5 separate regions of the Sus scrofa genome follow, and regions 1, 2, 4 and 5 are each linked to region 3. A link is a contact called in public Hi-C and HiChIP or PLAC-seq data. All regions are on one chromosome and are shown on one strand. Each heading gives the region's core, a stretch centred on a gene start, on an enhancer-like site or on the middle of the called end of the contact. The rest is flanking DNA. Distances are from core to core; before and after follow the strand shown. Region 1 overlaps LOC102166306 (alpha-fetoprotein-like). Region 2 has its middle 15 kb from the start of CXCL8. Region 3 holds the start of MTHFD2L (probable bifunctional methylenetetrahydrofolate dehydrogenase/cyclohydrolase 2). Region 4 has its middle 16 kb from the start of RASSF6. Region 5 overlaps RASSF6 (ras association domain-containing protein 6).

What was found. Hi-C and Micro-C count contacts between places; a contact is called where the count stands out from the background. HiChIP or PLAC-seq counts read pairs in DNA pulled down with a chosen protein or histone mark.
Region 1: an H3K27ac HiChIP or PLAC-seq map of alveolar macrophages shows a contact between it and region 3. The contact joins the enhancer-like site here to the promoter of MTHFD2L in region 3.
Region 2: a Hi-C map of subcutaneous adipose tissue shows a contact between it and region 3, with 3 times the contacts expected there. The contact joins the enhancer-like site here to the promoter of MTHFD2L in region 3. A contact is called at or near these places in 4 of 5 promoter capture datasets (fetal skeletal muscle, liver and skeletal muscle), 18 of 47 Hi-C or Micro-C datasets (adipose tissue, alveolar macrophages, embryonic fibroblasts and 10 more) and 2 of 2 datasets of contacts at active chromatin or transcription factors (alveolar macrophages and skeletal muscle).
Region 4: an H3K27ac HiChIP or PLAC-seq map of alveolar macrophages shows a contact between it and region 3, with 6 times the contacts expected there. The contact joins the enhancer-like site here to the promoter of MTHFD2L in region 3. A contact is called at or near these places in 5 of 5 promoter capture datasets (fetal liver, fetal skeletal muscle, liver and 1 more), 14 of 47 Hi-C or Micro-C datasets (alveolar macrophages, blood, embryonic fibroblasts and 7 more) and 1 of 2 datasets of contacts at active chromatin or transcription factors (alveolar macrophages).
Region 5: a contact with region 3 is called in an H3K27ac HiChIP or PLAC-seq map of alveolar macrophages. The contact joins the enhancer-like site here to the promoter of MTHFD2L in region 3. A contact is called at or near these places in 3 of 5 promoter capture datasets (fetal skeletal muscle and liver), 18 of 47 Hi-C or Micro-C datasets (alveolar macrophages, brain, embryonic fibroblasts and 11 more) and 2 of 2 datasets of contacts at active chromatin or transcription factors (alveolar macrophages and skeletal muscle).

Annotation. Positions count from the first base shown.
Region 1 is chr8:69,758,710-69,761,409 of Sscrofa11.1, forward strand. All of the region lies in intron 12 of LOC102166306 (alpha-fetoprotein-like), which reads left to right. Among named protein-coding and RNA genes, the nearest start is that of AFM, 53 kb to the left of the region's middle. Within about 2 kb of position 1,367, at least 8 of the 83 cell types and tissues checked have an H3K27ac peak or open chromatin away from gene starts, as enhancers often do. A contact at or near this core is called in alveolar macrophages, where this site is marked.
Region 2 is chr8:69,916,245-69,918,970 of Sscrofa11.1, forward strand. No RefSeq gene overlaps it. Among named protein-coding and RNA genes, the nearest start is that of CXCL8, 15 kb to the right of the region's middle. Within about 2 kb of position 1,362, at least 16 of the 83 cell types and tissues checked have an H3K27ac peak or open chromatin away from gene starts, as enhancers often do. A contact at or near this core is called in adipose tissue, alveolar macrophages, embryonic fibroblasts and 2 more, where this site is marked.
Region 3 is chr8:70,178,246-70,181,113 of Sscrofa11.1, forward strand. MTHFD2L (probable bifunctional methylenetetrahydrofolate dehydrogenase/cyclohydrolase 2) reads left to right here and starts at 1,456. Exons shown (of 10, transcript XM_021101430.1): 1 at 1,456-1,704.
Region 4 is chr8:69,846,432-69,849,286 of Sscrofa11.1, forward strand. No RefSeq gene overlaps it. Among named protein-coding and RNA genes, the nearest start is that of RASSF6, 16 kb to the left of the region's middle. Within about 2 kb of position 1,395, at least 3 of the 83 cell types and tissues checked have an H3K27ac peak or open chromatin away from gene starts, as enhancers often do. A contact at or near this core is called in alveolar macrophages, where this site is marked.
Region 5 is chr8:69,788,225-69,790,924 of Sscrofa11.1, forward strand. All of the region lies in intron 4 of RASSF6 (ras association domain-containing protein 6), which reads right to left. Among named protein-coding and RNA genes, the nearest start is that of RASSF6, 43 kb to the right of the region's middle. Within about 2 kb of position 1,412, at least 2 of the 83 cell types and tissues checked have an H3K27ac peak or open chromatin away from gene starts, as enhancers often do. A contact at or near this core is called in alveolar macrophages, where this site is marked.

The DNA of each region.
Region 1 (2,700 bases), core at 117-2,616, 420 kb before region 3:
CCTAGATAGGATTAGTCCAACAATATCATCTTGCCAAGTGAGGCAAAGTTTTTTGGGAATAAAGATATTCTCATGGTCAGAAAGCATGAAGTTGTTACTTGTTCTGTTTTATGGCAGTAAAATTCACAAGCCAGCTGACCCCTGATGTCCTTTCTTCAGCTCCCAAGGTGAGCTGATCGCCAGCTAGACCTCACAACATCCCAGTGGGCATCCAAAGACCACTGTAACACCCAGTTCTCCATTCTTTCTTCAGCCGAGGCTTGGTGTGAGAATATCACGAGGAAGAAGTCTGCTTTACTTCTGGAGTTCAGGCTTTGCTTTCTCTGGTGGAAATTCTCTGGCACCCTTTATGCATGTCATCTCACCAAATCCTTACTGCAGATTCAGGAGGTAGCTAATATTACTACTCTATTTTAATTGTGAGGAAACTGAGGCTGAACAGGCAAGGAAAACTGGTAAGAGAGCTTGCAAAAAGTAAACAAGTTGTTGAGCTGGAATTTGCACCCAAGTTACCTGGCTCAAAGTACATATGCATAACTATCAACATGCAGCTGTTAGTGTGCCCTAAACAGGGGGTAATATTGCTGGTTATAATTTTTAAAACATGAAACTCTTCATATAAGGGCTAGATAATAAAAAGTGTGAAATATTAGGAAGCATCCCTGTCCTGGTGAATTCACCGTGTTTTCTGTGTGAAGAAAGCAGTAGCATAGAGACAGCTAGTGTAGAAACTTCTGGAATGTTCTGGGGGATACATATTGGAAGTCAAAGGTCAGTCTAGACAAAACCCTCCAACTTCCTGGGATAGTGGTAGGGGATCTCTCCATGGCTTTCACCCCTATATAGTTCTGGCTAACCATCATAGTACACACACACACACACACACACACACAGACAGAGAGAGAGAGAGAGAGAGAGAGACAAGAGAAGGGGCTCCTGGCGGAGAAAGACGAAATTCAGCAGGAATATAAAGAGAAGGCAGAAATGAAGTCAGGGAATAAGATAGAGAAAATAAAAAGAAAATGGAAATTTAAAGTAAAAAGAATTTACCATCCATCGAAGAAAAAAGCTGAGTTAAGATTGAAGATAGTATATTCAGACTAGAATGTGCTTTACATGATGAAATAGTGAATAAAGGTAATGAAAATAAAGGATTAATGTCAGAAATGAAACACTGAGGACAATTTGATGGCATTAGGATCAAAAATGGGATCTATTTAGAAGGTAAATCAAACATTTTAAAACTAAAAGAATAAATAGAGTTAGGGGAAATATTTTGAAATAGCAGGCAGAGAGAGCAGGGTGGGGTGGGAGGAAGTGAACAGGAGAGGCAAAACCACTGCCAGCAGATCACGAGGATGTGACAGGTTGTTGCTGTGGCAGGAAGGTCTCCTTCCAAATGGCTTAGCGTCCCCAGTTGCAGAGGAGGCGGCTTCTATATGGAGTGCCACGGAGGGGTAACCTGACATACTGATACCCCTGCTGTAAATCTCTTTCCCAGACCTGCCTTCGCCTAATGAGACCCTCTACCCCCATTACTTATCCCATCACGATGGGAGTGTTTTTCCTTGTTAAATAAGCAGCTGCTGCCCGATCTGGAAACTCAGCAGTCATAATTGTCTGCCCTCTACTGGTCGCTTATGGGAAGTGCATCCAGAAACCAGCGGACCCAGCAAGGCCGAGGAGAGCAGAATAGCTCAAGTGACTGAGGCGTAGGTGGGAGAGCGGAGAGGAATGTTCTGGGGTGAGACTAAAGGGGTTGGAGGGGACCAAGCCTTGAAAACACTTGGAATCCTAATGCTTGTGAGGAAAGAGAAGAAGGGTCTATATGAGGGAGGCTTTCTACCTCCTCTGTTAGGTTTCTCTATCGTTGTTAACTCTACAGCTCTCAGCCTCAGGGAAATTATAAACATGCTTATCAGTTATTTGCTGAACGAATAAATGAATACATAGGAGAGAAGCTGTGACAATGTGGGACTCAGGGAGAAAGGAGATCATAGTTGGAAGCCATCAATAATTTGAAATGTAAGCGAGTTGCAAGCTGTGCTATTATAATTATTCATTATCTTTGCCATAAGATAACGAAATAATTAATAAAATTATTCAGATTATCTTTGCCACTGTTCATTGAGTGCCTTCATTGTGCCAGTTACTATACCCAGCCCTTTAATATAGTATTGTTTTTGGTCCTTACGAAAACCTTGAGATGTAGGTGTTCAAATTTTCTTTCTTTCTTCCTTTCTTTTTTTTTTTTTTTTTGTCTTTTTGTTTTTTTAGGTCCGCATCCATGGCATATGGAGGTTCCCAGGCTAGGGGTCCAATCGGAGCTGTAGCTGCTGGCCTATGCCAGAGCCACAGCAACACCAGATCTGAGCCGCATCTGCAAACTACACCACAGCTCATGGCAATGCTGGATCCTTAACCCACTGAGCGAGCCAGGGATTGAATCTGCATCGTCATAGATGCCAATCATTCATTTCTGCTAAGCCACCATGGGAACTCCTCCTGGAATATTATTTTGTTTAATAGAGTAATAAACATCAGGCTATAATTTTGAATGTTCAAAGTGATTGAAACAGCAATGTCTATATATAGTTGCGGGGGAAATTTATTCTGTGAAGGAAATCTGAAAAGATTGTCAAACCACTGAAGTTCTAAATTAGAGTATTGGTTTTATTGTTAATAACATCTAAGAAGTCC
Region 2 (2,726 bases), core at 112-2,611, 260 kb before region 3:
TAATTGCAATGTGTCTGCATTGTTGGCTACTTTTTTTTTCTGATTAAGTATCTATAAGTCATCTAGTCAATTATTGATCATCCATGAGGTACATGACTGAATTGTCATTTTCTAAATCTGCTCCCTATCTGTGTTCATGTACTAAGAAATTTTGTGCCCTGGTGAGTATAGTTAATGAAGAAAGAACACAAACAGAATTGGGGGACTCCATACATACTGGACAGTAACTGCAAAAAAATTAGGGGGAAATAGGCACTGAGGAAGCTGGATCCTCACATTGCCTTGCTTCCTCTTTTTGGTATTGGGAAGAAAAGCTAACTTCTAAGCCTGTCTCATGCAAGCATGCCTAAGGAAATTGAAATTTTTCAGAGGGTTGTCGAAAGCATGCTTCCACCATGAATCATTTTATCTGCTAATCACAATAGAAATTTTTTTTGCACTGTTTCAGAGAAATTACTAACATACAAATTATGAACACATTTTAAAAGACTGTCTTAATCCCAACAAGTTTAATATGTAAAAATGAAACCAGAAGAATTTGGGAAAGCAGCCCTTTGGTTCCTGGCTTTATGTGTTTATGAAAAGTTGAATGAAAAATTGTTTAACCTGAGTTGGGTAAATTTAGATTTAGATTGGATATGCCATCTGTACGGTTTGGGGGGGAAACAGATGGAACAGAATTGGTCCCAGGAGAGTTTTATTAGGTCACTTCCAAAGGGGATTATCTTTCCATGACATTATATTTTCCTAAACAGAGGATTCTTCCTTTCTTGCTCCCTACCTTGTACCAGAAATACAGATATTTGCATGGGGGAAATTTTTACCAATATTTTTAAGATAAACATTATGCGATTTCCTCTCTATCTTTTTGTGCCTATTAATAGCAAAGTTAATCAGAGACGTTTGTACAAAAGATGCTTTTAGCCTTAGGAAAACAATGCCTTATTATTTCTGAGTTCAGAGGCATCTGTGAGAGAAAATTCATTGAGGATTTAAAGGGGATTTAAAGGGAGATTTCCAAAATCCTCAGGAAATTCCCCACGTGGTCAAGGGGCTCATACTCATGACTCCTGCAGTGTGTCTGCAAACGGCACTGCACAGGAATTTCTACTGAGTCATGCTGCGGGAATACTTCACTGAGGAGCCTGCAGAGGAAGCAGCCTGTGGCTGGTCATGGTTAGCACTAGGCTGCTGAGTCAGGACTCCTGGAAGGGGCCCTCTGTTCAGGAGATATTTTAGGTGTTCAGCGTATGCAAGGGTCTTAGGATTCATTTCAGACTCTCTTGTACAGAAATCACCGACCAGAAGAGAGAAACAGCAGAAATCCCTTAGGCTACAATACATTAGGCTAGAGTTGTGGGGCTTAAAGTTTGTTCTCTGGATAGCAACATCTCGGACCTTGTAGAAATGTGCGCTCTAACCCCCACCCCTACCAGGTGAAACAGAAACTCTAGGAGTAGAGTTATAAGATTTGTGTTTCAGCAAGCTTCCAGGTGATTCTGCTGTGCCTGGGAGGCTGGAGGTAGCTCACAGAGTGAGGGGGCAGCAGATTGGGAGACCTGAAGCCAGAGGGGGCAGTCTGAAGGTGAGCTGGAGGCGATGCTGTTGCCTAGACTTTGTAAAGGACCAGTGGGTTTGCAGAGTGAAAAATGGAGTGGGGTCGGGTGGGTGGAGGAAGGGTGTTCAGACCCAGACAGAGTGTGCTCTGGGCTCAAAGAGCTTAGACTGGAAGGACTGACATCAAGGGAGGGAGAGACAGACAGACCCAGAGAGTCTGGAGACCCCCAGAGGTGCCCAGGGGAGACGGATTTTTCTCAAGCCAAGGATTGTCAGCTCTATCTTGAAGATCACTGAAGATTAAAACCAGAGAAAGACATGGTTAGATTTGCATTTTAGAAAGTTCAGGAGCTCCTGCGTGGTGCAATGGGGTCTGTGGTGTCTTGGGAGCCCTGGGATAAGGGTTTGATTCCCGGCCCCGCACAGGGGGTTAAGGATCCAGTATTGTCATAAATGCAGCTTAGGTTGTGATTGTGGCTTGGATCTGGTCCCTGGCCTGGGAACTCCATATGCTGTGGGGTGGCCAAAAAAGAAAAAAAAAAGTTCACTTGGTGAGATGAGTGGCTGGTGGAAGGATGAGGCTTGAGGTTAGACCAGTGAGCTGATTTCTGTGGTGATCCAGACCAGAGCAAGAGGGCCCAGCTTGGTATGGTGGAGAAGGGAAAGGGCCCCAAATAAAGATGTTTAAAAAAGTGACTTGTGACTAGGTCACTGTTCAGCAGAAATCAGCACAACATTGTATGTACTGACAGCAAATGCTGACAAGAGGAGTTCCCGTTGTGGCTCAGTGGTTGGCGAATCCGACTAGGAACCACAAGGTTGTGGGTTCGATCCCTGGCCTTGCTCAGTGGGTTAAGGATCCAGTGTTGTCATGAGCTGTGGTGTAGGTTGCAGACACAGCTCGGATCCTGTGTTGCTGTGGCTGTGGTGTAGGCCAGCAGCTGCAGCTCTGATTGGACCCCTAGCCTGGGAACCTCCATATGGCGCGAGAAGCAGCCCTAGAAAAGGCAAAAAGATAAAAAAAAAAAAAAATGCAGAATACAAGGTGAAATAAACAGAACAGACAGTTGGCTGTACAGTTCAATACAAATTTTGAGATATAGGCTAATAAAAATAAGCACATCATTGGAACATTTGTATCAACATTTTTATCTCTCAGGGGTGAGATG
Region 3 (2,868 bases), core at 206-2,705:
GGTATCTGTCTTTCTCTTCCTGACTTACTTCACTTAGTATGAGGATCTCTAGTTCCACTCATGTTGATGCATAGTACTTTTATTTATTTATTTATTTTTGCTTTTTTTTAGGGCCACACCCATGGCATATGGAGGTTCCCAGGCGAGGGGTCGAATCAGAACTGTAGCTGTCGGACTATGCTACAGTACCACAGCAATGCAGGATCCAAGCTTCATCTTCAACCTATACCACAGCTCAAGGCAATGCCGGATCCATAACCCACTGAGCAAGGGCAGGGATCAAACCCACAACCTCATGGTTCCTAGTCGGATTTGTTTCCGCTGCACCATAACAGGAATGCCTTACTTTTTATTTTTAATGAATGTAACCTAATTCACATAAATAATCCTGTATTTTAAAGATGGAAGTTATTTTTAATTTTTTTAATTATATATTTTTCATTTTCTGCACACTTTTTCTACCTTTTGCATTATTCCTTTAGGCTGGACTACAAGAAAAATACAAAAAAAAAAAAACCCCACCAAAATAATACTTAATTCAAGGGCATGAAGAGACTGTTTCTTTCTTCATATTGTCACCAGTTAGGTAATATGCCTGATAGACCCCTGCCATAAGGAAAGTAAACTTGAAATAACTAAACCACTTGTCTAGCATAACTTCCTTGTCCTGTTCCCTTCTGCTTGCAAGTCTTTCATTTTTTCAAAGTCATGCTCCTTGGAGCTCTTTTCTATGTACTAGATTGGATGCGGCCCAATTCAAACCGATTTTTGCTCGAACTCTTAAAATTTTTAAATGTACCTCACTTGTCTTTTTAACATATCCCAGCATAATGAATAGTGGGTCTCATTTTTACTTTTTCAAAGGGAGCTGGATGTTTTGTTTTTTCACTACAAGTTCACTACATGATGCAGGTTCCTAGAGTGTGTTAATCACAGACTCCAGAAAATGGTAGACATTGGCCAATTTTTCTTTCCCAAAGTGGAGATCATAAGGTAGAACTATAGAAATTCTTAGGTCCAGGGCTTGTTCAGCCAGGTCCCCTTCCTTGCTCCACACACTCACAGTTTTGTTTCTTTTCTCAGCTCTCAAGGTATCTGTCTCACCAGGGGGATGGGAAACACGCTTCCAGCTTTAAATCAAATTCCAGACAGACTTGGAAGCTGTTGGACAGAGCTTTAGCTTGGGAGAAAAGGGGTGTGCTGCTGCAACTGATTCGTTTACCCTTTTTCTTGGTGTCCTCGCTATGGGAGCATCAGGTGAGAAGCCCGATCGCCGCCGGTCCACACTGCAGGCCACCAGCGTCTGGGAGCACCTGCCTCTGCTCTTCCCAACTTGGAGTTTGGGTCCAGCCTCGCCACCTGACAGTCCAGGGATTCCTTCGCCCCGCCCCCGCCCTGAGCTCCGCCCCTGGCCCCGCCCCTGTACGGTGCCCTCCTGGGACCCGCGGCTTGTGGGATACTGTCCCCCACGGGCCGGGTGGGGGCGGAACCCGACCTGCAGCTGCGAGGACCCGGGCGGCGGGAGGTGGCGCCTCGGTCCTGGAGCCCGGGGTTCGCGGCCATGACGGTGTCGGCCCGCGGCTTCTGGCTGCTCCGCGGCTGCCTGGGCCGAATGCTGGCGCTGGGCAGGAGCGCGGTGTCGCCCCTGGAGGCGCCAGGAGCGGCCGGGCGCGCGATCCGCGGCTTTCGGGGCAGCGGCGTGAGGTACGCGCGCTGTCGGACGCTCGACCTCCTCGGGTCTGGGCCCTCCCGGGTGCGAAGCCGCGGGCTGTGGGAGGGGCGGCGGGACGCCGGCAGCCGGTGAGGCGAGGCCCTCGCGCAGGAGGCCGGGGGCTCCCGGGCAGCCGCGCGGCGGGGCCAGGGGCGAGGCCTGTTTTGGCTGCGAACTTGGCCTTGCAGGCCGGGCGGGCCGGGCGGACCGGTAGCGTCGGCCTCAAGTCCAGCAACTTGGGCTTGCTCTGCGCTCCCTGGAACGTTCCATCTTGACAGCAGGTGCAGTTGTGTGTCTGAGGGAGACCTTTGAGGCCCTGAGGCAAGGGGTCATAAAAACACGTGGGCTACTTGTTTGAAACATCGTTTCTGTTTTGTTATTGTTGTGTTTTGTAAACAAAGGAGTGGGCGATGGCCCGATGGTTTAGTGGTGTTTGAGTCTCTGAATTTCTTTGTTGCATACTGAGGTCTTTTCCAGCTCTGAGATTCTTAAATGATTTCACAAAATCAGACATTAATCTCGACTTCTCAGTCTTCTGTATTGAAGTGGTCAAGCTGAGGTTCATTGCATCTCTTTGGAATTTGTTGCTGGGCAGCAGATTGCGAGTATGGCTTTAACTCTTTGCACAAGTGTTCCTAGGAACTCTTCATCCTTCCGTTATCTACTAGTTGTAGTTACAAACTCAAAAATAAGGAATTCCTTTGACCCAGAGCCAGTGAGGCCAGAAGAGATTCTGTTTTCAGACTTTCAGGGCTTCCAGTGTACTTTCATTGCAGTTTTCCATGCCAGAGACTGTCTTGTCTTTTTGCATCCTCAATGCCCAGCACCATACCTGCGAGAAAGTAAAGATCACTAGTGTGGAAACATAAGTACCGCTTATTTCACCAAAGTTGATGAACTCCCCGTTCTATATATTTGGACCGTAGTCTTAAGTGATTGCAATTAAAAAAAAAAAATCCTACAGGGTTTACTTTGGACATAGTTTCTGGTGACTACTGTTTGTCTTACACGAAGATATGTGAGAAAATAACAGTGACTCAGAGTTCTGGTTGTGGAAGCTCTTATGGTGTCTGAAAAAATTTTCCAGTTGGTTTGGAATTGTCAACTCTACTTACTACAGAAAAGCAGATTCTGTAGAATTGTATTTGTATGACAGG
Region 4 (2,855 bases), core at 145-2,644, 330 kb before region 3:
AGATTTCCTAGGGGGTTGTCACGCTAAACATCCCCTTTGATCAGTAAGAAAGAGGTCACTGCGCATGCGGGAGTCAACAGGGCCCTCGGGGCACCGAGCAGGGACTCAGGTGACCTAGGTTAAGCTGGCCCTGGAGCCCTGCATGCAGACAGAACACTGGTTCTCAAATGTTAACATGCATCAGCATCACCCGAGGACTTGTTAGAACAGACGCTTCTGGGCCCCAGTCCCAGAGTTTCTGATTTAGTCAGTCCTTAGTGATATCCAATAACTTGCATATTTTAACAAGTTCTGGGGTGATGCTCGGCTGCTGGTCAGGGATCAGACTTTGGAACAGGGCACTGACCGATGTTTGCTGCTTCACTTTTCCGAGGCTGGGTGCAGACCCCCCAACTCCATGCTGCTGCCAGACCCAGCGCCCAGGTTCAGGCTCCCTCCCCTTCACATCTAAGGGCCCTGCTTGTGGCCGAGCCAGTGAGGATGGACTGAAATGAGGGGTGGGAGGAAGCCCAGGTCCCACTCTTTCTTGGCTGAGCTCTGCTTCTGCAGCTGTGGCAGCTGACATTTCCTATCCCTTGCGAGTGGTCATGACTCCACAGAGACACTTGTACTGAAGGATTGACCTAGTTCATTCATTAATTCCTCAGATGAAGAAAGAGAGAAAATTGAGACCGGAGGTAAACTAAGCCAGTGTTTTTGTAACTTCAATTACACATGCTTAGTAAAAATGCAGATTGCCCCACTGCCAACATCACCAATCCACAGGAGTGCTATTAGGTCTAAGGTAGTTTAAGAAATAGCGTTTTAAATAAACACCCAGATGATTCAACTATGGGTAGTCAGAAGACCAACTCTGAGAAATATTTGACTAAATAATTTGCCCACATTCATACATGGAATAGCATACGTGGAATAGAACCACGTCTAATTCATTGAAATATGCTCTTGAATGCCTATTGTGTGCAAACAGTGTTCTAAGCTCTGAAGAGGCAATGGTTCACAAAATAAATTGAATCACCCACATCTTTTCAACTGGAACATGCTGTTATTTTATAAATGAGTCTGATGACGATTTCTCGAGATGAATTATGCTTTGCTGTTTTCGCTACCGCTATTCAAGAAAATGACAATTGTGGGCACGAATTATTTTCATCAACATAAAAATGTAATAGCAAATGGAGACCCCTTTCTCTAAGGCAATTCCATTAAATACCACATAAATCCATATCATACGGCACAGCTTAATCTAATGCAATTCATTGCAATATATTACAGTACAATACAGCCAAAATAAATGAATAAATAAAACAATGCATTGTGATACCATACAGCATCTCTGCCGCTGCAGCGCAATAGCCTTAGCGGCAACCTCAGTCTTGGGCTGTACCGCCCTCTAGTGGCAGTAACTGGGATGCTTTTGTGGCGGCTACAGATGCACTTGCCATTGAATGAGAACTGTCATCTGTAAGAATGGAGAAGAGCTGAGATCCAGCTGCCTGCTTTCGTAAACGAGAGGTCACTTACCTGAGCTTTCACCTAAGCTAGTAATAAAGTAATCGTGCTGTCCTTGCTACTGTTGTTTTCACTGTATTCTTTTCATAGGTGACACATAAAGGAAGAATAGTGATCAGCCTTTTTTCTCCAGCCAGAAGATGGGAAAGTGAAGCAGCAAATACAGGAGAGTTAGAAACCCTATCAAGGATTAAAATAACAGAGATATAGAAATAAAATATATGATAGAACATAATAGAGATGGAAGAATCTGTATCCTTTAATTGAGAGTCCTCTTCCTTCCATGGTTGGAGATCAGCTGCTCCTAAGCTGTTTGGGGATAGCAAGGAGGAAGTTAAAGATGAAAAATTATTTATTTGGCAAAGGGTACATGTATATTTATAGTTCATTCAATTTGTATTTACTGAGCACCTACTATGCTTCAGGCTCAAATGAAACACGTACACACACACATACACACACCCAACACCCATGCACACCCCCACACACCTCTAAGGAATTTCATCTGCATAGTAGACTCCTTTCCCACCTCCCTCACACATTTGAGGATGACAGGAGCTTTCTTGGTGCCAGCACTGTGTTAAGTTCCAAAGGAGCTCCCGGTCGCGGGCTGACACCTTCGTTTCCTTTGTGAAAGGTGTGTCCTCTCACTGAACGTGGTGTTATGCAGCTTACCACACCAGTGGATCAAAGTCAAGTCTGGCACTCTCTTGGCCAGTGTTGATGGGAAATAGGCAAGTAACGTAACCCTGCCTTGAGAAGATCATGATGATCAGGGCTTTAGTCTCTTTGAAGAGAAATTTCCAAATCACGTCACCAGGGAGTCTCCAAGATATGCAGAGTTGTCAGCTAATGAGAAAGGAAACCTACAATGGGTCATGGAGGATGGAGACCCAACAGTTGTGGGAATGGGGACCATAGTTCTTTCCACTTGGTTTCCTCGGCCAGGTTTCCCATAGGAAGGGAGATCCTGAGAACTCTGGAAGGGATGCTCCCTGTATGTCTTTGGGGACGTGGATCCTGGCAGTGCTAGGGGTGGACGGCTGGGGCCATGAGCTGTGCCCTAACTTCTCCTTCACTGCCTCAGCTACTGGTGGCTTTCAGCTCAGACCCTTCAGCCTCTGCCTCAGCAGCTGAGGGCACCTGCCCAGGTGAGCTAACCTCGCCCAAGGTCTTCCCCTTCTGAGCTCTGTCCACATCCAATGACCAATAAGGTGCAGGTATAAAGACCCACTGAACAACTCTGATGGGCCATTGTAGCCCCAGTAATGCTCTTTTAAGTTATGCTGTGGGTAGTAGACAATCCAGAAGACTTAGACACAGATTTATTTAAGGTTTCTCCT
Region 5 (2,700 bases), core at 162-2,661, 390 kb before region 3:
ATTAAATGAGTTGATTTGCGTAAAATCCTTGAAAACTAACACATAGCAAGCAATCAATATGTGTTAAAAACTATCATGATCATCCTCATCTTCCTTGTCATTGTCGTCATAATCCCCATCATTTATATCCATTTCATGATGGATCAAGAGCCATTAGTGATCCAAGATCGTATCCAATCTCTCTAGGTTAAAGTATATATCACATCTAGGACCAGCCTTGGTCCTACCAAGAATCTCTTCCATGTCTGTTTTCCGAAACCAAAAAAAAAAAAAAAAAAAAAAAAAAAAAATCTGCTTCTAGGGAATTTGTGGCATTAATTCTACCCAAATGTCACTGGCCACCACAAGAACAAAAAAATGCTTATTCATATTAATGGTGGAAAATATGAATAAACATGATCTTTTTTTCCCTTGATCTTAGAATTCCTTGGAAGTCTTTTTACAAATTTTATACTACTTAAACCTCACAATAATAGCCTTATGACGGACATAAGAAACCCGTAATCTATTTATTCATTGATTTTCTACTAGGCTGTACTATCCAGAATATAGCCAGTCAAAGCAAATGTCATAAAAGCCCAAGAACTATAGGCAACTTTAACTCAATAACTTTCAACTCAAAGGAGAACTATTTAGGTCCTGACTCAGAATCTAGTTATTTTTATGATGGATAACATGATAAATTTTCCCCAATTTGGAGAAGATTGATTTTAAAAAGGCAAATGCCATTATCATAGAGTGCTAGCAATGGAAAAGACAAAGTACCAATGTAACATAGAAGCTAAAAAGGCCAGGCAGCTCTGTGCTATTTCACACGGGGGAAGAGAGAGAATCCATGCACGCCAGGCCAGGGACGTAACATAAACTCTTGGTAATCCTGGCAGACTTGACATCTGTCCTTACTTCCACCTTAGTGGTGTCACATAAATTCCGAAGAATAAACATGGCTTAAGACAGTCAGTGTTTGGACCCTTTTCCTCCCTACCATCTTGGGAGCACACACACACATACACCCACACCAAAAACAAAAAAACAAAAAAACAAAAAAACTCACAACCCAACCCAACATCCAATTTTCAGCTCTGGATTGTGTAACATGAAATGTCGCCACATACAACTATGCACATGACTAAGCTTAAGGGCAGTTACACAGAGTTTTCCAAAGAAAACTGGTTGGAACTTGATGTAATATCAAAGAGTTGAACTTGCCCAAGCACAGGACTGTTGGCCATGTTTAGACCAAGCTTCAGCGTGTACCCCATTAGCAAATTTAAGAAATGGGGAGGTTTTATAATGAACTGCAAAATAAAAAGGAAGTAGAGGAATTCCTGTTGTGGCTCAGGAGTAAAGAACCTGACTAGTATCCATGAGGATGCGGGTTTGATCCCTGGCCCCTTTCAGTGAGTTTAAGTATCTGGTGTTGCCACACCCTGCGGTGTGGGTTGCATACGTGGCTTGGATCTGGCATTGCTGTGGCTGTGGTGTAGGCTGGCAGCTGCAGCACCAATTGGACCCCTAGCCTGGGAACTTCCATATGCCACGGGTATGGCACTAAGAAAAAAAAAAAAAGATAGAAGTAGATATTTGAATGAAAGCAGTCACTTCCCTATCCCCTTTGCAAGAAAAAACCCCACTATGGGTGTTATTCAAATGTACACCTATCCAGTTTCTGCTCTTTACCATTCTGCCATGATTTGTCCAAAGCATGTCAAAACTGACTTTGGAAAGACATCAAAGACAGAAATGAAAACTGGTGCAAACAAACATAACCTTCAATAAGGCTGTTTTTACGGAAAAAAAAATCCAGAACAAAAGATGTGGACCAGATATAAAAGATTAAAGTACTGCCCACAGAATTTTTTTCATAAAGGATCACAAGTGGTCACAGCTCAAACTGATTTGTTTTCCAACTTTTGCCATTTCCATTAAACTGATTCAATGTGACTCATTTTAGAGGTAATTAGAACAAATGAGCTTGACAAACAGACAGTCCCCTCCAAAGGTGAGTTGAAAGGAAAGATTGCAGCCCTTCTGCAGCTGAGTGTACAACTTTTATATCTTTTATTCCACAACTGCCTACTAGAGATATTAAATCGCTGATCCTGTGAGAGGAGAGGTGTAAGTTCTGCAGCCAGAAACCCCGTGTGGGAAAAGGAACAAGAAGAAGTGTCACAGAGTGAGTGTGCAGTCTCCTTCTCTACACAATTCCCTTTAAGGCTTAGAATTTAAACAAATACCATGTTAAGGATGGCAAACAGAGAGAGAGTGTCTAGGATTGGATTGAAACAAAGGACACACCTTAGGTGGCTTGGCACCCACGGGAATCAGAAGCCGAGAAAGAGCCATTTCAAATTATGCTGCCCCTTCCTTCCGAGGATTCTGTTGGTTCCCACAAAGATTAGCACATTAGCTAATTAATTAGAAGATTAAATCTGCTAATTAATCACAACTGAATCTAACCTTGATCATGTGTGTAAGAAGAGTGGGACCTTTCTCTGATAATTCTTACCCACCAGAAAAATCTGATACAATACGAGTGTGCATTTAACTTCAAATGTTCTCCCAGTAAGTCTCAGTACAATGGCAAAGGGCAAGCCAAGTTTTCTAGGATAGTCTTTCTCAATTTTAAACTAAAGAAGATAATTCCTGTTTGATTCACAGCATTGTTCTGATAAATAATGAAAAAAGGCACATAGATTC